Linked DNA regions of Mus musculus: regions 1, 2, 3 and 4 are each linked to region 5. A link is a contact called in public ChIA-PET data. All regions are on one chromosome and are shown on one strand. The core of a region is the stretch at or near the end of the contact, and the rest is flanking DNA. Distances in the headings are between cores, read along the strand shown.

Region 1 (5,290 bases), core at 2,376-4,875, 420 kb before region 5:
ACTCAGAAATCCACCTGCCTCTGCCTCCCAAGTGCTGGGAGCTTTTCAATTTTATGAGGTCCCATTTGTCAATTGTTTCTCTCAAAGAATAATCCATTGGTGTTCTGTTGAGGAAGTTTTCCCCTGTGACCAAGTATTCTAGGATCTTCCCCACTTTCTGTTCTTTTAGATTCAGTGTATCTGGTTTTATGTGGAGGTCCTTGATCCACTTGGATTTGAGCTTGATGCAAGGAGATAGTTGTGGAGTAATTGGCTTTCTTCTACATGCAGACCTCCAGTTGAACCAGCACCATTTGTTGAAAATGCTGTCTTTTTTCCAATGAATGGTTTTAGCTTCTTTGTTAAAGATCAAGTGACCATAAGTATGTGGGTTTTTGGGCTGGTGAAATGGCTCAGTGGGTAAGAGCACCCGACTGCTCTTCCGAAGGTCCGAAGTTCAAATCCCAGCAACCACATGGTGGCTCACAACCATCTGTAACATGATCTGACGCCCTCTTCTGGAGTGTCTGAAGACAGCTACAGTGTACTTACATATAATAAATAAATAAATCTTAAAAAAAATAAGTATGTGGGTTCATGTTTGGGTCTTCAATTCTATTCCATTGATCTGCTTGCCTGTTTCTGTACCAATACCATGCAGCTTTTAGTCACTATTGCTCTGTAGTATAGCTTGAGGTCAGGGATGGTGATGCCCCCAGAAGATTTTATTGTTGAGAATAATTTTCACTATTCTGTTTTTGTTGTTGTTGTTGTTATCCCAAATGCATTTGAGAATGTTCTTTCTAAGTCTATGAAGAATTGAGATGGAATTTTGATGGGAATTACATTGAATCTGTAGGTTGCTTTTGGTAAAATGGCCATTTTTACTATATTAATCCTGCCAATCCACGATCATGTGAGTTCTTTCCATTTCTTCAAATTCTTTCTTCAGAAACTTGAAGTTGTTGCCATACAGATCTTTCACTTGCTTAGTTAGAGTTACACCAAGGTATTTTTTATATATGTGATTTATATATATATATATATATATATATATATATATATATATATATATATATATATTTATTTAAAGGGTGTCGTACCTCTTGTATTCTGCTGGTGATGCTTGTATCTGTGACTCCTGTACTCTTTCCTAGGTTTTCCATTTCCCCTTTGAGTTTTCTTTAATGATTCTATTTCCACTTTTAGATCCTAAATGGTTTTGTTCAATTCCTTCACCTGTCTATTGCATTCTCCTGTATTTCTTTAAGGGATTTATGTGTTTCCTCCTTAAGGGCTTTTAGCTGTTTACCTGTGTTCTTCTGTGTTTCTTTAAGGCAGCTATTTATGTCCTTCTTAAAGCCTTCTATCATCTTCATGAAATGAGAGTTTAGATCTCAATCTTGTTTTAAGGGTGTGTGTGGGTACCCAGGACTTGCTGTAGTGGGATAACTGAGTTCTGATGTTGCCAAGCCAAATTGATGTCTTTTGTTTATGTTCTTATGCTTGCCTCTCACCATCTGGTTATCTCTGTTGTTATCTGGGTTCCTCGTCTCTTACTGGGGCCTGTCCATTCTGTGATCCTGGGGGAGTCCAGCTGCCACTGGTGTTTGTGCTCTGTGGGATCAGGTCTCTGCTACCAGCAAGCAGAGCTGGGAAGCAGAAGGTGCCTGTGACTCTGACTGGGCAGGGAATCTGCTTCCCCAGGTCACAGGGATCTTGATAAGCCAGGTCTCGGGGCAGGGTATAAAGTCTCAGCTATGAAGCTGAATGTGTCTGCATACCTGAGAAGTCGAGCTGCTTCTGGGGTGTGGGATGTGTGGGGATGGGTCTCTGCTCCTGGCAAGCACAGGTGGGAACTGGCTAAGTTCTGCTTTCTAACGGATTTACTTCAGTATGGTAATATAATTTGTCACTATTTTCCTGTATTTTCATTTATGCACTTTGCAGAAAACCATACAATTCATTATAGTTGAAAAAAAAAGTAATTTAACATAAATGCTACATAAATCACAACACAATATGCATGCCTGTATGTTCCTGTCAGTGCTAAAAATCAGGGAGTGTTTCTTTAAATATTCCCAGGTACAGTTACTTTCAAATATCTTAGGTAGTAAACATGTATTTCTAAGAAGACAACAAGACAGCACCCAGAGGAACCTGGACCCCCAGGAGCTCTAACATGCCAGGAACATAGCACACAGAGGAAGCTGGACTTCCAGGTGCTCTCACACAACCCAGGATCATAAGATCATAGGGTCACAGGATCACAGGATCTCAGGAGCTTTGTCACACCATGACGTCAGCATCCCAGAGGCAGCTTGACTCCCAGGAGCTCTTATACCCAGGATCTCAGGATCACAGGATCACAGAGACAACTGGACCCTGAGGAGTCCTGACACAAACAAGATAACCGGAGGGACAGGCCCCAGGCAGAGACAGTGAGTGCAGCTAGCACTAGAGATATCCAGAGTTCCCGTGTACAGTTAGCTTTGAATATCTTAGGCAATAAAGGTGTGTTTTTAAAAAAGAAAACAAGGTTTCTCACAAGACATGTCATGTTCAACACACATTAAGTAAGTTCTTTTTTTTTAATAGTTAAGAGACTTTATTCTAACAGCTATAATTACAGTGCTTGTAGAAATGAAAACTGAAAACAAGTATACAAAACAGTTGATTACTAATTGTGTATTGAAAGCGGTAAGAGGTTCCACGACACCAAATAAACCAGTTCTGAGATTTCCCCAAGATAAATTTAACAGCTCCAGCTTCTTCAGTGTTTATCAAAATGCAAAAGAAAAAAGTAGAGGTCGTCTTTCGATGGCAAATCGGACCCTTGCAGGCTGAGGGAGGAAGCTACTTCACACATGGAGATGGGGGTGCTCCAGGATGTGGGTCTGTAATGGGCCGACCCTCCCACCTTGCACGCACTCCTGCTGGTGAGACCCAGGCCTCCTGCCAGCGCGTCCAAGTGGGCCCAAGAGTAGGCTGGGTATGCAGGCTGCCACTGGGCCTTGCACACACCAAGTACAAGCCAGGCCCTGCACCCCACAATGGCTCCCAGCCTACCCTACGTAATCGTGTGAGCACAAGTACAAGCACAATGCTATGGAATGCAGGTGACCCAAAGACATGCGAGTCACGGGGGCTCTACTGTGACCATGCGGCGGATGATGGTTTGTTTGTCACCTTCTCTCCTGTTCCCACAGCGAGACAGGTGATCTGATAACTAGCATTCAGGCCATTAACTGCAAAACCTACACTAGGCATAGTCTCCGTTCTGTGTGTTCAAGTGTTCTTGTCCTGAATTTTTAACTATTTTTTTAAAAAAATGCACTGAGTTTGGGTTAAAAACCAACCACCAAATGGATACCGACACCAGTTTACAGCCCAATGGCTCCCGGAGGCCAGGTGCCCCTACACCCAAATCCCTTCTCAGTACTGACAGTGAGTTGATTCTCTTTTTACAATAAAAAAGCTAAGTAATATTGCATAGGAGTACCAGAAACTGCCTCAGTGGAAACAGAAACTATTTACATTAAATAAAAACCTGGCTGCAGGCTGCGTCTGCACATGTACAGCACGGTGCGATGCACAATGTGACCAACCCATGGAGACAGCTTCTGGCACTTAGGACCACAGAGTTGCACGTTTGCCACATGAGAGGAAAGCTGAGGGCAGAGAAGAGGAAGTGAGGGGGATGGAGGGGGTCTGGTTCACTTCTGGTTCCGGAGCTGATTAGACAGCCAATCTAGTCCTTCATAGAGCCTGTCCCCGCTGGTGGCACAGGTGGCCTGAATGTACCAGTTCCTGTGGCGTAGAGAGTGCAGCCCCAGCTTGTGACCGCTGTGATTTTGGCCGCTTTCACGGCATTGGGGAGGTTCTGCTTGCTGGCAAACACCAAGAGAACAGCATCTCGGAGCTCATCTTCAGCTAGCATCCTCATGAGCTCTTCACAGGCCTCGTTCACACGCTCTCTGTCATTGCTGTCCACTACGAAGATCAAGCCTTGGGTGTTCTGGAAGTAGTGGCGCCACAGCGGCGGGATCTTGTCCTGGCCGCCCACATCCCACACAGTGAAGCTGATATTCTTGTATTCTTGTATTGAAACCAATAGTGGGAATGGTGGTCACAATTTCGCGCAGCTTCAGTTTGTATAGAATTGTTGTCTTCCCTGCAGCATCCAGGCCCACCATAAGAATGTGCATTTCTTTTTTGCCAAAAAGGCCCTTGAAGAGGTTTGCAAAGATATTCCCCATGTTTGTGGACAGGTGGAATCGATATTGGCCAAAGACCTCCGTGGCGGCTGCTCCCAGCCAGGCATTGGTTTCGCTCTCCATTAAGTAAGTTCTTACTTGCATTTTAGTCTGCAACACTGTATGTCATTACTTTATTGTTTTTTTACATGCCCATTTCACAGAAAATTGTCCAATGCGTTATAGCTTTAAAAAAGTACTTTAACATAGATGCTACACAAAACACAGTACAATGTGAATGCCTGTGTATTCTGCGCTGTGCTAGAAATCAGAAGGGTGTTTAGTTTAGAACTCCCATATATACTTAGCTTAAACATCATAGGAGGTAAAGGTGTGTTGTTAAGAAGAAAACAAGAATTTTACTCACAATAGATGTCATATTCAAATTGCATAACATTCTTATTTATAATTAATTTACTTTATATGGGGTACTTTATGTCATTACTTTCATATATTTTTGCATACACATTTCACAGAAAACTGTAAAATGATCTACCGCTGGAAAAAAAAAGTTCTTTAACATAGACGCTAGAGAAAACACAGTACAACGTGAATGAATGCATGTTCCTCTGTGTGCTAATAACGAGAAGAGTGTTTTTTTTAAGTGTTCCTGAGTACATCTTAGGTGGTAAATTAATGTTGTTAAGAAGAAAACAGAAAATCTTCTCACAGTAGACGTCATGTTCAAAAGGCATTAAACAGTTCTTATTCTTATTGGATTTTCTTTAGTCTGCAACACTGTATGTCATTACTTTAATGTATTTTCACGTGCACATTTCACAGAAAATTGTACAATTTGATATAGCTGGAAGAAAAGTACTTTAACATAGATGCTACACAAAACACAGTACAACGTGAATGTCTGAGTGTTCCTCTCTGTGCTAATAACAAGAAGTGTTTGTTTTAGTGTTCCCGTGTACTCTTAGCTTTAAACATCTTATGCAGTAAAGGTGTGTTTTAAAGAAGAAAACAAGAATGTTGCTTACAATAGAATCTTCCAAATGCATTAAGTAAGTTCTGTGTTGTAATTGTTGGGACCTCCCCTCTTGAACCCT
Region 2 (5,493 bases), core at 1,861-4,360, 370 kb after region 5:
CTTGGGAGGGAGAAGAAAGCAATGACAAGTGGGGAAGGAGGGAGGGACCTGGGAGGGAAAGGGGGGCGGGGGAGAGGGGAACCTGATCTGGTATTGGGTGAGGAGAAAGGACTAAGGTCCTGAGGGCCAGCAGAAAGAATGGAAACAGACATCCTTGGGAGATAGGAGGTTTGGGTGACCCTCCAGAATGCACTAGAGACCTGGAAGGTGAGAGACTCTCAGGGCTCAAAGGGAGGGACCTTAGATGAAATGCCTGACAATAGGCAGAGGGAACTTATAGAGCCCACCACCAGCAGGCAGACAGGGCACCAAATGAGGGAGAGGGGGCCATCCCAGAGTCACAACTCTGACCCATAACTGTTCCTGTCTGAAAGAATTACAGGGATGGAAATGGAGAGGGGCCTGAGAGAAAAGAAGGTTCAGTGACAGGCCCAAAGTGGGATCCAGCTCAAGAGGAGGCTGGAGAGGGGATTAAATATGGAGGGTAAAAAATTAATTAATTAATTAATTAAAAAATATGTCATCATGTAGGGCCATGGATGTCTTAAAACCTCATAGTTTCTCATCTCAGAGTAAAGGCAAATCCTCAAAATTCACAAGCTTCACTTGATCCCACCATCCCAAGTTCGTTCACAGAAGGTATTTTACCTCCCTCTGTCTCCATTCCTGGACTGATGTGTGACAGACACATTGCTGACCCAGACTCTCTCAGTGTGGAATCCAGGGCACAGCTCTACTTCTTACAGTTCCTCTCCACTAAAGCATGAGAAGAGGGACGTCAGTGTCACCCACAATCATAGTACCTGGTGCTCATCCTCAGAGACCAAACAAATGACTTTTTTTTCCCAGCCTAAGTTTACCTAGTGGGGGTAAAAAACCCAAACCAAAAACCCTTTTAGTCACAAAGGATTAGATTATCAACCACAAAAAAAAAGTACCTTTTGGTGTCATTTTTCACTTCATGATGCTCTCTTTTCTTCTCCATCATCTTCCCCCATCTATTCTTTGGCAAATCCCTCTGAGGCAACGGTATGGCATGCTGGACGTAAAGGTCGGTAAGGTTGTCTTTGTTTACCCTTACTTCATTTTCAACTGCTATGTTCTTCTGTGTGAAAGAAAACAAAAATAACTTCAAAACGCCATCTTTCATTTAAAAGCTGCCTAGCCATGTAACACGGTGAAAGCGTTATGCTTGAGTAAATTATAAAGCTACTTTCACACTCACTAAGAGCCAAACTGTATTATTAGATAGGGTATTAAAGACCCATTAAATTCTATCAAGTTCAGCTTCATCTTAGAGTGACCACGTGCCCTCACTGAGAGGACTGCTGGCCAAGTCCAGAAGTAGAGTCCATTTAGGCATATATTCCACCACCTCACTACCTTCTTAATCTAAATAAAAATGGGACATTGCCTGAGAAAAACAGATTAAAAAAAAGCAGCTACTGAGTCGGACCATTACACTGGTGGAGTAGGAGCTCAGTCTCAGTCTGTGTTTATGTCTCATGTTTCCTTTAATGTGGTGGGTGCCTGAATTTGTTTTGTCTTGGTGCTGGTGTCTGAACCCAGTGCCTTAAGTACACCAAGTACTGGCTTTATTATGGAGACCCCCCCCCCACCTCCAAAACACACACACACACACACACACACACACACACACACACACACACACACAGCACTACTGCAGAAGAAAACTTAACTCTCCATTCTGATGACAGTAACAATAGACCATTAGCAGTCTGCCCCACCGCATTTTCACCATTCAATTCACAGTCCAACCATTTAGGCATATTTATATATATATTTATATGCCTAAATAACTTAAATAACTTATTCTCTCTCATATCCCAGTTCTGTCTCAACATCTTGGAGCACAATATTGCAAAAACACACAGGAAAAATTGGGGAAACGTATGCTTTGCAAAAATGGAAAAAAAACAAAAACAATGCCAGCTGTTTAGTTTGATTTCATTTTTAAGTTGTTGAATCATCTTATTCCTCTTTCATACAGTATATTGCTGGCTTTCAACTTGCATTTACTCTGGGATGGGAGTATCTGAATACACTTGGACAACATTCCCAGAGGATGTCATCTGCTTGGATGGCACTGAAGGGGCTGCCTTCTGGCAGCAGTGCTTACAAGTGCTGTCCTTGGGTCATCAGCAAGAACTCGTTAAAATACAGTATCAGGGCACATTTGGAACGAACTTAATGAGAAGCAGATGATGGGGCTCAATAACATGTTTTAGTAAGCCTTTGATTATCCTGGTGTGAGTAAAAGATTGAGAATCACAGGTTAAAAGTCATTATTAAAATAGTGACTGAGAACTTCAAGAAATTAGAGAAAGATACGGTACTGGGGGGGCAAAACCACATGGAATACAAAACGTGCCACATAAAACTCTAAAGAAACTTTCAGCAGTTCTGCCATTTTAAATAAAACATCACACTTTTCTTTTATGATCTGCTATTATCTTAGGTCACACCGCAGGGGCGGCGGGGGGCGGGGGGGGGTGCATGCACCACCTGGAAAGCTAGGTGCTTTAAGTTCTCCAAACGGTTACTGTGTCCTGATAATGATCTTAAGAAGTAGGTCCATCTCTCTGAGACCCGAGTGTCTGTCTCTAAGAGAGGCGAGAAGCTACCTAACAGACTAATTTTCAGATGTTTTGGATCCAGCCCTGATTGCCCCAGACTTCTTCCCTCCCGGTCTGTTCTTCTAGTCTATCTCTTCCGCAGGCCGTTGCTTGCACACAGGCAGCGGAGGTCGTCTGTCACACCCTTTCCGAGCTCTAGAGGATTTCCCGGGGGTTCCAGTCACTCTCTGGAGGCTTCCTTTGGGGATCAAGGGAGGCAAGCCCCATCCGATCAGTGTGGGCGGGGAGCGGCCACGAGCCTCCCGCAGGCCTGCCTGTCCCCGGCTGCCCGTCCGTCCTCGGTCGGCCCGAGCGCCCCACCTGCTCCAGGGTGAGGAGGAGGAACTCCTGGGATAGCAGCTCAGGGTGCAGCAGCAGCTCCGCGTCCGTACAGCTGCGACCGCCCACATCCCCCGCCATGGTTGTCGCCAGGAGACCCCCTGGCCGGCCTCCCACAAGGCACTGCGGCGGAAGCGTCGCGGAAGTGACGTGAGGGGGCGGGACTCTGGTGTCACTCAGCGCGCCCGAGACGCGATGCTTTTCCCAGAGAGTAGAGTTTATGGCTGGCCGACTCGGCTGACGCACCTCAGCCAAGAGGACGAACTGGGACTGAGAGCGGAGCAGAGTCCTGCCCGGGCTGCGCCGAAAGCACCGGAGGCTAAGCAACGCGAGCTGGCCGCCATTGGTCCCGCCCCCTGTGACGTCCCATGGCAGAGGCCTCAGGGATTCTCCCGACTGCGTGGAGAGACAGAATGGAACAAGAGGGCAGACAGCTGTGACCCCAGATGGCATTGTCATGTCTGAAGCCATGCTTCTTTTCGCTTTTTACAATGTCTCAATCGTTTATTGCCTAATCTCCCTTCTACATAAAGTAAGCCCAAATAACACTCTGTAATCCCCTCTCCTCGGACATGGTAAGCATCAAGTATTGTTCCCTGGAAAGATCTTTAAACCGACCAGCTTACGTGTGGGAAATAATAAGAGAAAGTAGTAGCGCCAGTCCAGCGACTGTTACACTACTCCCCAGATCAGCCTGATGTGCTACTAGAATGCTTGTTTCTGGTATGAGGAAAATGAGCAATAGGACGGATAATTGGAGATCACAGACTGGCAGTGACAGGAACCAAGCAAACTGCCTTTGCGCTTACTAATAATTACAATGAAGTCGTGGTTTTTACTTTAACAAAATATTGTAGGCTTCAACTATATTCTAGTATTTGTGTGAGAAATCTCTTTCATCATTCATAGGAGACAGAGTCCTCAAGTTTTTGCACATTAAAAGGTTGTACTTCATACCTGTTATGAGAGCATAGTTTGTATGCTCTATAATGTATCGTTTTATTGGAAACTGTTGCATTGTTTATGAAAATATGAACTACTAGGAGTCTACCAAAAATATGCTTGAAAGAGTGCTGAAAAATAAATGAGATGTTAAATTAGTAATGAGAGACATCTTGTAAAATTTTCCAGTTTATGTGATGCTTTCAGGGAAGAAACAATTACAGAGCTGGGAGGAAATTTTAATGTTAGTGCTTAAAAATATTCAATCCAGTCCTTTTATTTTTGTGTTTGGAAAGCTGATCTAAGTGACCTTCCCTGAAAGGACAAGTCTTAAAGCTGGGCCAAATGTTCTCAAATGGGATTAAATGCCTTAGCTTTGTAACATTATTGTGCTAGTATATATTCAAATTAACCTTTATATTGTCGTATAATAATGAGTCTGGCATGGATGGCATCATTGGCTCCATTTCCTTCACTATAAGGTTATACTAGTTGCTAGAGTAGCTGTTTTGCAGGAAACTTGAACTTACAACCAAACCCAGTTTTCACTGGGTAAGCTGAGCTGGTCTCACGCCAGTTTCTTCAGGAAACTGCTGAAGAATAATTGAAATAAGGATTATACATGAGGTATGTGTACTTGTGAAGCACTGAGGGATATTAGAAAGTTACTGATCATAGAACTCTAAGAAGGGGCAAGGGGGTCAGTTTTTAAGTAGCCCAGGTATGGATGATTCCCAGGACCACTGAGGGCCCGATTCCTCTCCCTTAGAGCTTTTTAATCTCTGAGATAAAATTATTCTTGTCTCACCCTGTTGTAAAGATTGCACCTAAAATATGTCAAATGCTTCTCCAGTTGCTTCCACCTGGACATTTGTACCCTGTTGATTGACATCAAGGGAGAGAAGTAGCAAGAAGGTGGTGTCTGAAGCAGCCAGTTTCATGTCTGGAAATGTGGTCCCAAGTACTTGCTCCACTACTTGTCTTTGTGGCTTTTTGGACTCAGCACTCAAGCTGACACTTTAGACTCTTCATCTGCAGAAAATTGTGACAGGTAAGATCTGTCTGTTTTTACTCCCTCTATCCATGTAGTACTCAAAGCATACCCTGACCTAAAATAAATGCATTAGGTGACTCTGAGGAGGAAAAAAAAACTGTAGTTTTGGACACACACACACACGGACACACACACATGGACACACACAAAAACCAAGACTGAGAGTGAAAGAACTGTAATGAGTTCTATGGATGTAAAGATGGATATAAACTAAAGTGGATATATGAATATCCATCCTACTCCCAAGGGAAAGGGGACTTTGCTGACAATGCCTGCCTACTTCTTCCTGGACAGAGCCTCTACTGAGTGGAGCTCTGGGGAAATTTTAGACTCATACTTCAAATATGTCTAGGTAGAAGGGCTGCTTCGAGAGAGTTCACCCACACCATATAATAACACCAAAACTCCCAACCTGGGAGCCAGGAACCCAAAGACTGAAAACTAGCTACCAGAGTGGAAAATGCCTACCTCAGGCCATGAGGACCTGATGCCACTGGCATCTTATTGAGAGCATTGTCAGTA
Region 3 (5,203 bases), core at 910-3,409, 300 kb before region 5:
CAGACCGAGAGGCCACGGTTCCCAGCCTGGCGCTACCATAACCTGAGCTGGAGATGGATGGATGGGCATTCAGTTCTCACCTCCGACCTCTGACCTCTGACCTCTGGGACGGGCTTGTATTGTAGCTCTGGGCTGTTGCCTTAGGGAGTGCAGTAGAAGGCAGATTGCTTGGTCAGGTGAAAGCCCTGTGTTGTTCCATTTTTCTCACTAAATTTGTGCTTGGGACCAGCACTCTCTGGTTCTCAGGAACTTGTTTTCTTTGTTCGTCCTTTGCTTCTTTCTTCTTTCTTTAATTGAAGCAGGACTTGTAGGAAAATAACCATGGACATGGAATGTAGCTTTAGGACAACTATGTATAGATGTGCTGCCCACCCTGGGAGCAATGTTGCCAGGCCCACATCTAGCCTGTGGGCAATATGGGAGTTCTCTTGGCCCCTGACTATTTGTTTCTGACCATCAGTCATTCTTTTATGTGGATGATAGTACGACATGAAGCTACAGTTCCCTTTTTATGATGGGCCTGGAGCACTTAGCTTCCTTAGCTTTTTAATGCAAAATAACTTATGTGGGTATCAGGCTCTAGACCTCTCTGCTCTGTTTCTCTGCCAGAGGTAGACATGAATTCTTACAGATGTAGCATAAGTCATGGTGTGAGCTTCCAGCTTTCTGTCCCTATTCTCCGGGTTGTAAATAGTGGGCCCCCACACAGGGGTATGTTGCTGTCACTCTAGCTCTACCTCCTAATCCATTGGGCACTTACTCTGAGCGTGTAAGGTAACCCCTGTAGAGAAGGGAACCCATAGCCTGATTACCAAGCCCCCTGCCCTGCTGGGCACCATGGTGTCCTGCCTGTCAGGATATGCTGCTGGCTAGAGGTGACATAGTACATGGGGTTACCTTGCATGCTTAGGGTAAGTACCCAAAGGCTCGGGAGCTGGGGCTAGAGTGACAGCAGCATGCCTCAGCTTTGCTGAGGCTGGGTTTCCTTAGTCTTCCCTCCTTCCACCTAGCATGCTTGAGGTAAGGAGAGTGGGCTCCAAACTTGCTCCCAGGTTCCTGGCTCCTAAGTGGAGCTTGAGATACCTATATACAACATGCTCTGCCCTGCTGTCTTGACAGGCTGCTGTGGATAAGTGTCGTAGTTAGGGTTTTGCTGCTGTGAAGAGACACCATAACTGAGGCACTCTTACTAGGACAACATTTAACTAGAGCTGGCTTACAGGTTCAGAGGTTCAGTCCATTATCACCCAGGCAGGAGCATGGCAGTGTCCAGGCAAGCATGGTGCAGGAGAAGCTGAGAGTTCTACATCTTCATCTGAAGGCTACTAGGAGAAGACTGGCTCCCATGTGTTTAGGAGGAGGGTCTCATTGCTCACCCCCACAGTGACACAGTTCTTCCAACAAGGCCACACCTCCTATTGTGCCACTCCCTGAACCAAGCCATAATCAAATCACTGCAATAAGGAAGTATCCAGTGAGGTGGCATAGCTCTGAAGCCGAGGGCATCAAGTCTAGCAGTAAGCACAGTTTTTGACAATGCCCAGAGCAGCAGCCCATGCATTGTTTACTCTAGGTATCAGTTGTTCCTTAGCCAGAGCTTAGTACCAAGTTGCTACATGGTAGCATCAATTTTGAGTTCTAAATATAAAGCCTTTTCAGGTAGTTTTAGAGAAAAGTATTTTAGTTGTTAGGATTTATGCTTTTAGAAAATCCTGAGTCATGTTTATATTAGCAGAGTATTGATTTGGTTATTTTAGTCACTACAGATTTTTACATACAAGAATGCATCCTTTTTGTTAATGATTATCTTTTTTCAGGGCTGTACATGGAGTGTAAATAAATAAATCTAATGTAAGGAATGAAAATGTAAACAAGATAAATAGAAGTCTGCATTGCCTTTTTATTAAATAAAATGTTGCCTTTTAACAATTCTCTTTCAAGATTCTCATAATTAGTGAAATACCCAGATATATTCAACATAAAGTTTTATTTCATTGCACATCTTTTAATGGGGATCGAAGGGCAAAACAGAGCACCCTTCATGAATAGTTTGGATCTGTCAGAGAGGAAGTAGGTTGGTGCTTCTGTGTGCCTGTGGGCACGGAGTCTTTGTAATGTGGGGGTTTGCCCTGGGGCTGTTAGTCAGGGCTTAGGGCACGTTTGTACTCCTAGCCTTCTGTGAGTATACCTCTGAAGTCATGGCCCACCCACTTTCTGAACTGAGTCTGCATAACAGGCTACCATTCATAAAACCGCAGACCAACAGAGCAGAAAGAGAACTTAGAAGTTACCTGGGGCAGTAGCCTTGAGGGCATATTTACTTTTTGGCATTAGCATACTTTAAAAAAGAAGAGTTGCTATGTATATGACACTAGAGGGCTTGATGTGTTTGCTGGCCCTGGCCTTGTTCCCAGGGTGTCTGCTGCCCACATCCTGCTACCCCACATAGGCATCTGCAGTGTGGTATTCCCTCCCTACTAGCTTTGCAGTGCTGTCAGCATATCCAGACACATAGCAACCGTAAGAAGTTTACTTATTAATGCAGTAGTCCCTGTTATTTTTGAGGGAGATACACTTCTACACCCCAGGGGATGTCTGACTGAAAAGTGCAGGAATCTATATATGTTATGCTTTTTCTGAACATGTATAACTATGTTAAAATTTAATTTATAAGTTAGGCATAGTAAAAGATTATTTGCAGTTACAAACAGACCAATTGTAGCAATATGCTGTGGTAAAACTCATAGGCACAGGCTGCCTCCTATCTCCCAATGCTACACTCACTTCTGGCTGACTGTGGGTAACTGAAACCATGGCTAGTGGATCCACTTCACTAAAGCAGATGTGCTGAAGAGGATTGTCAGGGAGCTGCAGCACAGCTGCCTCACCCAGCCTTATGTGGCTTTTCTGCCACCCTCCAGAATGAACGTGAGCATCCCTCAGCCTAGTGAATTGCACTCCTCAGTGCAAGACCTCGGTGTGTGAGAAGCATCAGAGAATGAGATGACTCAACCTCCTTTCCCCATTGATTCACACATTTTCAGGGTACAAGAAGACTTGGACATATGGCAGAGTAGGGCTACCATTTATGGGAGCACTGTATATAGTTTTCAGGTCAGTATAACTCAGGCTTCTCCTGCAGGACAGGCGATCTTTGTGTAATGGAGAGTGACACTTTTCTGCGTAGACCCGTTCCTCTGTCCTTTGAGGACTTCCTGTCATTGAGCAGTGATCAAAGCACAGCATCTATGACTTAATAGGACACTGTTCAAGGCATAGCTTATGTTTAAGAGCAGTCTTAATGGAGAGCCCATTTTACTCTCTACCTCAGGACTTGACCATTATAAAAGAAGCAATGGGATATCCGATGGCACCTTACCCTTGTGGGTGGTACACTAGTCCCAACCATTGTTCTCCCTCAAGCCTGTGATTAATCTTCCCCAGAGTGCTGTGGGATTCCACCATATCGTCCTGTCGTTCTGGTGGGGAACAGATACTGAGAAACATTGTACATGATCACTGTTGTTTAGATTGAAAATAATTTTTTAAACAATATATTCTGATCATAGTTTCTCCTCCTCCAAATCTTCCCAGCTCTTCCCTATTTATTCAGCTCGATGCCTTCTTTTTCTCATTAGAAAACATAACAAAACAAAACAGCCAGGTTTTTAAAAACGAAAAATAACAAAGTGAAAGCACAAGAAACACATATCCACACATGTACACACACATATCCACACACGTACACACACATATCCACACATACATATATACACACTCATACACACATGTACACACACAAATACATGCACACTACATACATACATACATACATACATACATACATACACACACACACACACAGAGAAAAAAACATCAACACAAAATTGAAAACCATAATGCACAAGCAAAAGACTAGTAAGCACCCCCCCAAATGCCTAGACAAAGCAATATGAAACAAAAGTCTACAAAAATTCCACCGAGTCATAAGTCTTAGAAAATTAAGTATAGGGCTGGCGAGATGGCTCAGTGGTTAAGAGCACTGACTGCTCTTCCAAAGGTCCTTAGTTCAAATGCCAGCAACCACATGGTGGCTCACAGCCATCTGTAATGAGATCTGATGCCCTCTTCTGGTGCATCTGAAGTCAGCTACAGTGTATTATTGTAAAAATTCAATTCCCAACAACTACTTGAAGGTTCACAACCATCTGTACAGCTACAGTGTACTCACATACATAAAATAAATAAATCTTTTTTAAAAAAAAGAAGAGAAGAGAAAATTAAGTATAACTGGAGACTGCTGGGTGAACCTGGAGTGTTCCCACTATGCCCATGAGCTTGTACTCTCTGCATGGGGGTTCATACCAATCTTTCTCCTCTGAACTTTTCATTGGTTTTATGCTGACCTGACTCAGAGATGCTGAGATGTTCTTGTTCTCAGTGCTCAGAGTCTTGGGTGAGTGACTCAAGGTTCCTGTGAAGGACAGAGCACACAGTGACATGAAGCTGTGGCTAAGAATGAGTCACTAGTTCTGTGAAGGTTGGCCTTTTGCATGCTGAGTCCCTGCACCACAGCATGATGGAAACTCTGCAGGGCTTGGCCATGCAGATTGATGTCACATGTTCTACAACATATGGATGCGCTTAGGTCCTTCAGAGATTGGCTCTGCTTTCAATACGATACTGCCCTAGTGGGCACTTTCCTAATTTTCATCCTGTCCCTTTTTTCCAAGCTTGGTATGGAAACTCGCCCAGCTGCCACCATAAGTAGCTTGTTGGTGCCTCTCGTCTACACCTTTTCTATCCCACTGTGAGGGTTGAGGATGCATGCCATGAGCTGTACACGATAAACCAGCGTTGCCTTTGTGTCAGGGCAAAGGGTTGCTGACACTGAAGAAAGAGCTGGGCATACTAATTCCAGAAGATGCCAGTGTTTAAGAAGAGAACATATCTCAGCTGAAAGATTCAGGTTTATGTCTTTCCATGTAGCTAATCTTGGTGTGATATCTGGGCTCGAGAGTGTCCATTGGGAAGCCATGAGAGTGCTGTGGGCAGAGGTAGGAGCAGTAGCTACAGCTACTTCAGGAGTTCATGTGGCCTCTTAGTTTTTAGTTCATTCCAGTTAGCTTGCTTAATGGTTTCGGGTACAAATAGAGAAATCAGCAAGCTTGCCTGTTTATACGTTAGGCAGTAAATGTTTACA
Region 4 (5,155 bases), core at 118-2,617, 470 kb before region 5:
TGTGTGCTTCAGGGCTCAGGTGTGCACCAGAAAGGGGAAGAAGTAACAAACACTTGGAAGCAGGATTCCCTGAGAGTCCCAGAGTGTCCACACAGGCTTCTTTCCTATCCTTTCCAATAACCTCTAACATGTACGTCAATTACCTTCCCATCCATTTATGTCAATTATTAGGCAGCACAATGAGAAAACTAAAGATTGGAGGAAACAAATCAAGGGCTAGGAGGAGAGGAATTAGTATCCCTCTTTTGTGAGGAACAAGGATAAGATGGTATCAATGTGATCTAATCTATCTATTTGATAAACTGACCACGGACCGAAAAGAGGGTAAATAAACTCTAGTTTTAGTCAGATAAGCTCTTCAACAAAGGTTAGAGAGTACTTATGAGGGGGTTTTAGTAAGAGGCTATTTAAACACAGAATACATTTTATTCAGGCATTTTTTTTTAACATCAGTAAGGTCCCTGCTCTTAAAGACTTCTAACTTGAATAAAGGAAATGAAGTCATTTTTAGGAAGTCGTAATCAAAGTATGTTCTCTCGTTTAAAATGCACATTTTATAAGGCCTGAAAAGTTCGCCCGAAACAAATTAGTCGGGCCCTTTGAAAAAAAAAAAAAAAAAAAGACTAACCCAAAAGATTTCAAGGACCCTGAACAAACACCAGCAAATAACTTAAAAATAGAACAAAAGTATCAGAAGAAACCATTCCGGAAGCGGACTGGGTCGAATTCTGGGAACTCACTTTGCTGGCCTTGCCAAAACGAGTATCTCTTAAACATCACTAAGGATCTCTTCAAGGCTGTTACCCCTATCGTTGGTGCCCCCCACGCTCCCGCGCCCTCCCAGACCTATAAAACTGTAAAATTTTCCCATGCCGAGGTCGGGTGCGGACCCTGAAGAGGTGTGGGGCCTGGAACGCCCAGGCTGACCAGCAAAGCTTCCCCGCGGCCCCCGATCCCGAACAGCCACGCTGACCACACCGCTTTTGTGTGGACAGGGAACAGGGCCTGGAGGTCTCCCAGAGCTGTCCGGGCCGCCCCGGCCCGTCCGGTCCCCGCCTTGTTCCAGGCTCGGCCCTCTGGGCTACGGGCCCTTGGGCGCCGCCTCACCTGCATGCCCGGGGCCCCGGGATCGACCCCTGTGTCCAGGACGGCGATGAGCACCCCGCGCCCGTCATACTCCGGGTAGCGGCACAGGAAGGAGGAGGCCCCGGTCTCCTTCTTTGGTAGAAGACCGTGGAAAGGAAAGGGCTCCTCGGTCGCGGCGGTGGCCATGGACGCAAGCTGGAGGACAGACGAGGAAGAGGCAAACTGCCAGGCAGCGCGCGGACGAGCGGCGCGAGGACACCCGGCTACCGCGGGACGGAGGTGGGGAAGGGGCGGAGCCTGGCCACCAGTACCCAATCGTGTGCGGTCAGAGGTGTCTAGCCAATCATACGCTTCAACGTAAGCTAACGGCGCCGCTACGAGTCACGACGAGGGAATGTTACCCAGGCTGCAGAGCTGGAACGGAGTGTGCGCTGCTGCGGATGACAACGCACTGGAGGGAGGTTCTTGCCTTCCGAGCTGTCACTCTCCGTGAGAAGCAGCGAGAGGAACGGGCTGTCTGCCTGAGGCGTGGGATCCTCGCGACGCCGCCGAGGTTGGCTTAACCCGCTGCGGACCGGAAGCCTGTAAAGTCGAGCGCGGAAGTCTCAGATTTAGCGGCCCGGCCTTTCTGGCAGGGTGAGGTGCTGTTTAGTCAACAGGAAGTGGGTTGTCGGCTGTTTTGTCGCCAGAGTCCCCAAAGCAAAACACGTGACAGAAATGAGCTCCCTCCTGTCTTCGTGGCTTACTTACCCTTGGCATCCGGAATTTCAGAAAAATACCTGCCTTTTCTCCAGTGAAGTTCCTCTTTGTAACACAGTTACCGAGCCATAGTTTGCGGGGTTTTTTTCCCATTAGGATGCACAGTGACAGCAATCGTAAATGGCATTTGAAATTTAAACTACACAGATTATCCAGTAACAAAGGTTGCCAACATTCATAATTAAGAATATTGTGGGGGTGAATTAATATTTTCCTATTTGTGACAAATCTACTCTGTACCAGTGAGAGATTCTGCACGTTTTTTCAGTGTGTAGCCTGCCTGGAGGCCTCTGAAATACTGAGCACCGAACCACAGCCATAAGTGTGGTAATTCTTCTCTTTAGTGGCAGCGACTGCTGTGTCTACTCCAAAAGTCCCAGCAGCAAGAAGGCGCCCAGAGTAATCTTAATTATCCCATTGACAAACTCAAGACACCTTACCACAGAGATGTCTTTAAATGCATAAGATGAAATATATAGGATTATACAGGAAGTAGACGGTTGAAAGAATTATAACAACTTAATTTTTGTTGTATTGCAATAGTTTCATATATGTAAGTAATTACATGTGTGCTCTTTTTAAAATTAAATAACAGAGCCATCGTCAAGTCTAATAACTAATGTTATTTTTAAATTGGAAAACAATTGTAAATGGCATTTGAATATATCTAAACTACACACTTTAATAACAAAGGTTGCCTGTGTTCATAATTAAGAACATGTGGAGGATGAAAATAATTTTTTCCTATTCAATCATGGGCCCTGTGCATTTCTATGGTCTCCAGTTTAAGAGGCAGGTTCCTAGAATCCCGTGTATGCCATTTGTTTCAAACCACAGCATTTCCATTGACTCCTCATACTTTGCTCTATGAGCAAATATATTAAAATATATTAAATTGTAACTTGAAAGAATTTCTTGGGATCAGAATGTTAATTTTTTCTTTTGGATTAAGTTAACTTACAATTACAAAGTTGATGAAAACAATGAGTAAATCTTAAGATTAAAATGAACAAAAAATGGGATGGGAGGGAAGGGAGGAAAGAAAAGGCAGCTTTTCCCTAGAAGTTTGATGAGAATTAGACATATTTCCATTTATAACAGGCTATTCTAGGGCTGGAGAGATGCCTCAGCGGATAAAAGCACTGACTGCTCTTCTGAAGGTCCTGAGTTCAATTCCCAGCATCCACATGGTGGCTCACAACCATCTGTAATGGGATCTGATACCCTCTTTTGGTGTGTCTGAAGACAGCTACAGTGTACTCCTATACATAAAATAAATAAATCTTAAAAAAAAAAACCAGGCTATTCTAGTTATAAGTATAAGATTCCCACGTGTATGTCTCTTATAAAATCAGAGCCATCAGCTGCTACCCTTTGGAGCAAACCCCCTATCTCATCCCCCTGGCCCCCTGCTTATATGAGCGAGTTCCCCCACCCATCCACCAACCCACTCACACCTTACTGATCTAGCATTCCCCTACACTGGGGCATGGAACCACCACAGGACCAAGGGTCTTCCCTCCATGTATGCTAGATAAGGCATATATGCTCTGCTACATATGCAGCTGGAGCCATGGGTCCTTTCATGTGTACTCTGGTTGGTGCTTTAGTTCCTGGGAGCTCTGGGGGGGAAGGGGGGGGTGTCTTGTTGGTTGATTTTGTTGTTCTTCCAGTGGGGTTGCAAACCCCTTCAGGTCCTTCAGTCCTCCCCCTAACTCTTCCATTAGGGTTCCTTGCTCAGTCTGATGGTTGGCTGCAAGCATCCTCATCTGCTTGTTAAAGCTCTGGCACAGCCTCTCAGGAGACAGCCATACCAGACTCCTGTCAGCAAATGCTTCTTTGCATCAGCAATAGTGTCTGGGTTTGGTGTCTCCTGATGGGATGGACCAATAGGTGGGGCAGTCTCTGGATGACCTTTCCTTCAGTCTCTGATCCACTCTTTTTTTTTTTTTTTTTTTGGTTTTTTCGAGACAGGGTTTCTCTGTATAGCCCTGGCTGTCCTGGAACTCACCCTGTAGACCAGGCTGGCCTCGAACTCAGAAATCCGCCTGCCTCTGCCTCCCGAGTGTTGGGATCAAAGGCGTGCGCCACCACGCCCGGCTCTGATCCACTCTTGTCCCTGCATTTCCTTTAGACAGAATCAATTCTGGGTTAATATTTATGAGGTAGGTGCAGGCCTACCTCTAGATATGTTCTCTACAGGTTCTCTGTCCTCTTTCTTGGGTATTTTAGCTAAAGTCATCCCCGTTGGGTCCTGGGAGCCTCTTGCTTTCCTGGCATCTGGGACTTTCTAGTGGCTCCCCCCAGTTCCCCATTCCCTATTGCTACACTGCTCCATTCAATTTCCTGAATTCTCTTCTGTCTCCTCCCACACCTGATCTCTTTTTTCTTCATCCCTCTTCTCTCCCTGCTTCTACCTCCCATGATTATTTTGTTCCATCTTCTAAGCAGGACTGAAGCACCCACACTTTAGTCTTCTTGGGCTTCATATGAGCTGTGAGTCATATGGTGGGTATTCCTAACTTTTTTCCTAATATCCACTTATCAGTGAGTACATACTGTGTGTGGTTTTTTGTTTTGTTTTGTTTTGTTTTGTTTGTTGTTGTTGTTTTGTGACTGGGTTACCTCACTCAGAATGTTATTTTCTAGATCTACCCATTTGCCTAAGAATTTCATAAAGTCATTGTTTTTAATAACTGAGTAGTACCCCATTGTGTAATTGTACCACATTTTCTATATCCATTCCTCAGTTGAAGGACATCTGGGTCATTTCCAGCTTCTGGCTATTATTAAATAAGGCTGCTATGAACATAGTTTAGCATGTGTCCTTGTTATATGTTGGAGCATCTTTTTTTGGGTATATGCCCAGGAATGATATATCTGGGTCCTTAAGTGGTATTCTGTCCAATTTTCTCAGGAACCACCGGACTGATTTCCAGAGTGGTTGTACAAGCTTGCAATCCCACCACATCCTTGCGAGCATCTAATGTCACCTGAGTTTCTGATCTTAGCTATTCTGACTGGTCTGAGGTGGAATCTCATGGTTGTTTTGATTTGCATTGAGATTTCTCAGTTGAGAAATATTTGTTTTGCTCTGTACCCCATTTTTAGTGTGGTTACTTGGGTCTCTAGAGTCTAACTTACTGAGTTCTTTTTATATATTTGATATTAGCCCTCTATTGGATGTAGGGTTGGTCAAGATATTTTCCCAATCTGTAGGTTGCCTTTTTTTCCCCAATTGACAGTGTCCTTTGCCTTACAGAAGCTTTTCAATTCTTTGAGATCCCATTTGTCTACAGTTGATCTTAGA
Region 5 (5,711 bases), core at 16-2,515:
GCAAGGGAGAATGGAAAATAAGCAAGCCTCAGCTGCTCACAGAGAAGTGTTTTAAATAGGTCTTGCCAGCTGGGGAAGGGGTGGGGATGGGTGGGCCTTGAGTTAGTGCTGCCCTGTCATGGAAATAATACAAAAAAGTATCTCTGGGCAGTGTTCTAGGCTTCCAGACAGAGCTCCCAGAAAACCTCAGAATTTCCAGAGTGATAGTTGATCCTGGGCCACAAAAGGCCACGACTGAACTTGTGCGTATGATGGGACATAATATGGGGGTCTTTCGATCTTGCCTCCACTGCTTGCTCAGAGGAGAGATGAACAGTAACTGGGTCTTAACTCTTAAACACTGGATTGGGGACTCCCTGGTTAATGAGCCCCTTGGGGTGATTTTCTGAAGGAAACTGGAAAGGTTGTAAAAACTCTGGAGCCACTCACTGCCCCAGCCACACACAGCCTGTGCATCCTTGTCCCCTGCCATTCCTGAATTGCATGTCCCCTAACAAACTAGCAGTAACTGACTTCTGCAAAATGTGGTGTTGCAGGTAGACCCGGGGCCTTTCCTGAGTCCTGGCAGCTGTCGCATGGCATTCATGAACAGGAAGAGGAAGGCATGGGAACTTATTAACTGATTAACTGATCAGTCAGAAATAGCGGCGGTTCTTTTGCAGCTAGCATCTGAAAGGGGGCCGGGGAGGGGCAGTCTTGTTGAGCCAAGTGCTCATAACTTAGGAGGAATGTACCAGTCCTGCAGTCTGCATTGGGGGTGACTATTATATAGGCCAGCCAGCTGGTATCAGAGGATGGGGCTGCCTACTATGGGGGCTTGCTTCCTCAGGATATGGCTATTCCAGCTGTGACGTGCTACAGAGTAAGACACATAACAGGGGGAACGCTGCAGTCTTCAAAAAAAAAGGGGGGGGGGGTTGGAATGTAGTAAATTGACACGCTGACTATATGTTGGCATGACATGGGTTCTACTGGGTTCATCCACATACCACTAAAATCTGTCTGCTTCCTTTTACTTTTCAGTTGTGGTTGCGGGGGTCACGGGTGCTATATCTGTAGTGCTCGCACACAGGTTGCCCTCTGTTTCTACAGGATAATACTTTGAAATTTACCTCAAATTTTCCATGAAGAAACAAGCAAGTCTACAGATTAAGACATCGGGTATAAGCCAGGAACCACTCTGTTTCAGAAACCCTCTGCTGAAGGCTGCCTCCTCCTCTTGCCCCAGAAAACAGTGCAGAGCTATGGTGCCAAGAAAGGGGCAGGCAAGGCTCCAAAGCAGCATTGTCACACTTCAGATCTGTACTTCCGGCGTACAGGGTGAACAGGCTTCTTCCAGAAAGAGCGAAAAAAACACAGTGTGTTGGCCTTGTGGGTCACAAGCTCACAATTACTCAATCCCACTACACTACCACGACTATGCTACCACGACTATGCTACCACGAAAGCGGCCACAAGCAGCATGCAACTGACCAATCCCAGCTGTCTTCTTTTTCTCTTTTTTGATTTTGTGTATTTCTTTCTTTGCGACAGGGACTCATAGCCAGGCTGGCCTTGAATCCCTGATCCTCCTGCCTCCATCTTCCAAGTATTAGGGTTATGTACCACCATGCCTGGCCAGGGTGTGTTCTAATACGGCTGATCACACAAAAGGTAGCGGGACAGATTCAGTCCAGGGGCTATTTGCCAAGCACTGTTCTACACATTCAGAAAGAGATATTCCTAAATGTGTCTTATCAGCGCACCAAGCTAGAACATCTACAAAAATACCTTCCACAAAACAGCAGTTAAGCTATTGTGGAAACAAGGCTAAATGAAAAAAATAAAGTCCTACCGAGTTAACTCAATGTCAACTTCTAAGCTTTTATTGTCCATCACGAGCAGACTATGCTGGCAGTTGCCCTACAGTAACAACTGAATGGGAAGTTACATTAATACATTTCTCTACTTTTTAAATGGGGTTGCCTACAGTGGCTCAACAACAATAAATATGACACCACTAAAGTAAAAGGGATCTAATGAAAGGAACAGACAGGACTCCACAATCAAACACTCCAGGCTTCCTCTTTCTAGAGAGAGGAAGGTGAGCACGACCGTTCAGCATTGGTAGGTGAGAGTGGACTTCACCCACACAGAATCCCTGCAATGGCAAAGCGCACAGAGGGAATAAAACCCCCGCAGGCCCTCTAAACACAGACACAAGGTTTGTGGATGGAATTATGCTCAGTCAGCACCAGAAGCAGCAGCCCCTGGTTCCGTGTGCTGCTGAGCACCATCCACCTCACACAGCGACCTATGTGCACCTATGTGCAACCCACATGGAAGGAGTTAAAGGACAGCAGGCTTCTGAGACCAACACTTCCCTCCACTCCTGAGTCTGACCAACAGTATGCATCCAAAAACAGAAACAAAAAACCCCTGAAAACAAAGGCACTAGTCTATCATTATACTAACTTGTAGACATTAAAACTAGTAATAAATCTAACAGACCTCATTACAGAAGGCAACAGAATGCAGGGCCTGAAACCTATGAGGGAGCAGAGGCAGGGTGTGTGGATGCAAGCACAGTCTGCAGAAGCCCATCCCTGGGTTCCTAGCACAGGCCACAGTGTAGATGGGCTCTGGGAAGGGAAAAGAGCCCTCAGAGAGCAAGGTATCTATGGCAGGTTAAAACAGACCAAGTTCTCCTACTCCTTCCAGTGCCTCCAGGACCACGCCCTCAGCACACACAGTTCCCAGCTGGAAGGCCTGCACACCTTCTGTGCCCCTCAAGCTGCGAGTGCTGCGGCATTTCACACCCACTGGTTCAAACTGGCCCTCACCTCCAACATCTCCTCTTCACCCTTTTGCTAAAAAAAAAAAAAAAAAAGGTACCCCGTAAAGTAATTTTCTGCACTCTTGAAAAAATTAGGGGAAACACCATAAAAACCTCACGGAGAACGAGAATAGTAATTTTGAAGAGTCATGCTTGGTAGCAAATGCTGACCAAGAAGTAATAAAAATAGGCCACTCTGGTATCCTGTATTAGTCACCTGACACTGCGTAATAAACAGTACACGTGTAGCAGCTGAAAATACACAGCCTACTACTAAGCTCTGTGAGTCTGGAGTCTGGGCCTGCCACATCCAATACACATGCCTACAAAGACACCCAGTCAAAACATGTCTTCTTCTAAAACGTACAATCTAAATAGTACCTCTGGTAGGCTATCTGCCTGTTTCAGGCATGACAAGCTGACGGAAAATACAATAATGTGCCACATAATGAAATTTCAGTCACTGACAAATCACGTAAGTTACAGTGGTTCTTAGGGGACACTGGAACACAAACATCCTACAGACTGGTAATGTCACAGCCACCCTGGCACTGATGCTCATGGAACCGACTGTGCCACATATGTAAATGCATGTGCAATTGTATGCAGGACATTACACTTGATGATAAATGACTGCTCATAGCACACACACACATACACACACACACAAACTATAACCCCTCTGCTGTCTTAAATACTTGGAGCTTACTGTGTCTCCTGATTGCCTCATGTTCTCTTGTGCTTAATTTAATCTTGTACAGCTGTCATCATGACTACAAACAAGAGAATGAACACACACATACATACATACATCCAGACCTTCCAGGTGTGTAACATGGCTGTCTGGTATTCCTGTACCATTTAGGTTTGTGACATGAATCACATGACAGATTTCTCAAGCACACCCCCACCATTAGATGATGTTTGTGTGTAGCAAATGGGTTACTAAACAAAGGAATACCCAGGCCTCTCTTTCATCTGGCCACTGACTAAAAGCATAATAATCCAACTCTACCATTTACCCTGTGCCCCAAATATGGCTCCAATGAACAACCTACCAAGAGCAACAGTCACTCTTAAAAGGACATGCCAAGGCTAAGAGTGTTTCATCTGTTGTCAGGAAGTCCCTTCAAAGGGAGAGATGTATGTGTTGAGAAGATTGTACAGTTATACACAGTGGCCACAAAAACAGAGGCTGCAAACATGAAGCTGAGAACAGGAAGTCTGCAAGATGGGGAGGAGTCTTCTTCACAACTGTCTTAAGGAGTCTGTTCTGCTCATTTTAGCAAGACATGAATTTATAAAATTAGAACAATAAAGAGATACACTCAATAAAGAAGAATAAAGTTACTGTGTCATCCTTACTATTCAAAGGCATCCATACCACAGAAAGAAAATAAATAAAAAGTGCCAAAAAACTGTGTCTCAGAAATCAAGGTCTCGGGCTAGGGGTGTGGTTCAGTGGTAGAGCTCTTGCCTAGCATACCTGGGGCCCTCATAAATAAATCTCTAAGTAAGCAAGTAAGAAAGGAGGAAAGGAGGAAAAGAAAGGGGATGGATCTGGGTCTCAATAAAATACTTGGAGCTCTGTTTGCACCTACAGATCTTTTTGCCTGGCAAAGCCGCCAGCTTCTCTTTAGACAACCAGAACTGGTTTCCTTCCCAGACAGACAGGATTGGCTATCAGATTCTGAGGCAGCTTCACAGTGCTTTGGGCTTGAACCCTGAAGCAGCAGCCCTGGGAGGGCAGCCACAGCTAAGGGAGCTCGTCCACTCAAACTGCATGGCTAAAATAATTATGGATGTCTACCACACACCGCCCATTAATCTGGAGAATGAACATGCAACACACCTAGGAATCGTGACTGTGGCCAATGCCAAGCCAAGCACCATGGCAGAGGCGTGCAAATAGAGCACACCCACAGGAAAATGCTCCAAAGTAAAGCTGCCAAGACTAGCAATTGGATAAATTGCTTAGCTTCTTCAAACCAGCCACTTCATCTGTTAAACAAGGACAAGGGCAGCCTTGTAAGGTTGTAGAGAGAATCAAATTAGACAACAGGTATGAAATGCTCAGCCCTGTTAAGTACTCAATAAATATCAGCGCCTGCTGCCGTGGCCGTGGTGCTTTGAGAGCGCACCTCTGAGGCATCGCTAAAGGGAGTTTCTCACCCCTGGTATTTACAGTGCTGCACCCACAGAAGCCCAATGCAAGCAATGTGTGTGCCAAGTCTTATCACTGAATTTTCACAGCATTTTTCTTTAAACACAGGTCAAAAGCTCCAAGGGCTGCTTTGCCTCAGAACACCAGAGAGCCAAAAAACCTTAAGGCGTGAGATCTTCTAAAGATACTGACATTTTTTCTGTTCCTAGACGTCATCACAAGGCTGTAAAGGCCCAATCCAACTGCCAAAACATTATAAAATAACCTCTTAAACCAAACAAATGTACATTAGTGTTTTTAGCCAAGAAACAGTATATAATTTCCTACTATGAATTAATTCTTTATTTATAAAAACAATAATGGAGCTTTTTATAACTTAAATAAATTGTTTTTAGATTTTCCCCCCCTTGGAGAACATATTTTATGTTATCTACCTGAAGGTAGGTAACACATTGCAAGGCTGGGAAGAGTTCTGTTAGGTAACAAAATTGAGCTACTTTCCTGCAAGGCCTAGGCAGACGGCCTCTGGCCGGTGGCAAGGACATCATCAGAAGGCAGGATTATGTTTGTTCCAGCCAGGTCTGTCTTTCTATGCCGTGTGCCCTTTCTCTACAGGCACATTACTGAGGCCTGGAGACTTTTTCAAGAACCTTCTGGGTTTTAAATGGTTTTGGTTTTAGGCAATTTTAATATCGTAAGTTACTAACTCAATATTCCAAACTAATTTTGAGA

What was found. ChIA-PET counts read pairs in DNA pulled down with a chosen protein or histone mark.
Region 1: an RNA polymerase II ChIA-PET map of memory CD8 T cells shows a contact between it and region 5, with 37 read pairs. The contact joins two enhancer-like sites. A contact is called at or near these places in 1 of 484 Hi-C or Micro-C datasets (CD8 T cells) and 2 of 115 datasets of contacts at active chromatin or transcription factors (memory CD8 T cells and pancreatic cancer cells).
Region 2: an RNA polymerase II ChIA-PET map of memory CD8 T cells shows a contact between it and region 5, with 22 read pairs. The contact joins the promoter of AI597479 here to the enhancer-like site in region 5. A contact is called at or near these places in 3 of 484 Hi-C or Micro-C datasets (the G1E-ER4 cell line, Th1 cells and muscle stem cells), 6 of 115 datasets of contacts at active chromatin or transcription factors (bone marrow-derived macrophages, effector CD8 T cells, memory CD8 T cells and 3 more) and 2 of 9 other capture datasets (adipose tissue and liver).
Region 3: an RNA polymerase II ChIA-PET map of memory CD8 T cells shows a contact between it and region 5, with 14 read pairs. The contact joins two enhancer-like sites. A contact is called at or near these places in 2 of 115 datasets of contacts at active chromatin or transcription factors (memory CD8 T cells and pancreatic cancer cells).
Region 4: a contact with region 5 is called in an RNA polymerase II ChIA-PET map of memory CD8 T cells, with 37 read pairs. The contact joins the promoter of Tpp2 here to the enhancer-like site in region 5. A contact is called at or near these places in 3 of 484 Hi-C or Micro-C datasets (CD4 T cells, Th1 cells and muscle stem cells) and 3 of 115 datasets of contacts at active chromatin or transcription factors (memory CD8 T cells, pancreatic cancer cells and regulatory T cells).

The regions. Positions count from the first base shown.
Region 1 is chr1:43,887,001-43,892,290 of GRCm38.p6, reverse strand. It overlaps the pseudogene Gm19587. Among named protein-coding and RNA genes, the nearest start is that of Tpp2, 44 kb to the left of the region's middle. Within about 2 kb of position 3,625, at least 31 of the 459 cell types and tissues checked have an H3K27ac peak or open chromatin away from gene starts, as enhancers often do. A contact at or near this core is called in CD8 T cells and memory CD8 T cells, where this site is marked.
Region 2 is chr1:43,096,327-43,101,819 of GRCm38.p6, reverse strand. AI597479 (expressed sequence AI597479) reads right to left here and starts at 3,110. Exons shown (of 4, transcript NM_133818.1): 1 at 2,958-3,110; 2 at 939-1,105. The coding sequence starts at 3,056. It also overlaps a transcript of Tgfbrap1 not described here.
Region 3 is chr1:43,765,812-43,771,014 of GRCm38.p6, reverse strand. The region is part of intron 9 of Uxs1 (UDP-glucuronate decarboxylase 1); the gene reads left to right. Among named protein-coding and RNA genes, the nearest start is that of Ecrg4, 38 kb to the right of the region's middle. Within about 2 kb of position 2,159, at least 67 of the 459 cell types and tissues checked have an H3K27ac peak or open chromatin away from gene starts, as enhancers often do. A contact at or near this core is called in memory CD8 T cells and pancreatic cancer cells, where this site is marked.
Region 4 is chr1:43,930,206-43,935,360 of GRCm38.p6, reverse strand. Tpp2 (tripeptidyl peptidase II) reads right to left here and starts at 1,367. Exons shown (of 29, transcript NM_001310540.1): 1 at 1,108-1,367. The coding sequence starts at 1,272.
Region 5 is chr1:43,463,430-43,469,140 of GRCm38.p6, reverse strand. All of the region lies in intron 1 of Nck2 (non-catalytic region of tyrosine kinase adaptor protein 2), which reads right to left. Among named protein-coding and RNA genes, the nearest start is that of Nck2, 21 kb to the right of the region's middle. Within about 2 kb of position 1,265, at least 74 of the 459 cell types and tissues checked have an H3K27ac peak or open chromatin away from gene starts, as enhancers often do. A contact at or near this core is called in CD8 T cells, the G1E-ER4 cell line, Th1 cells and 7 more, where this site is marked.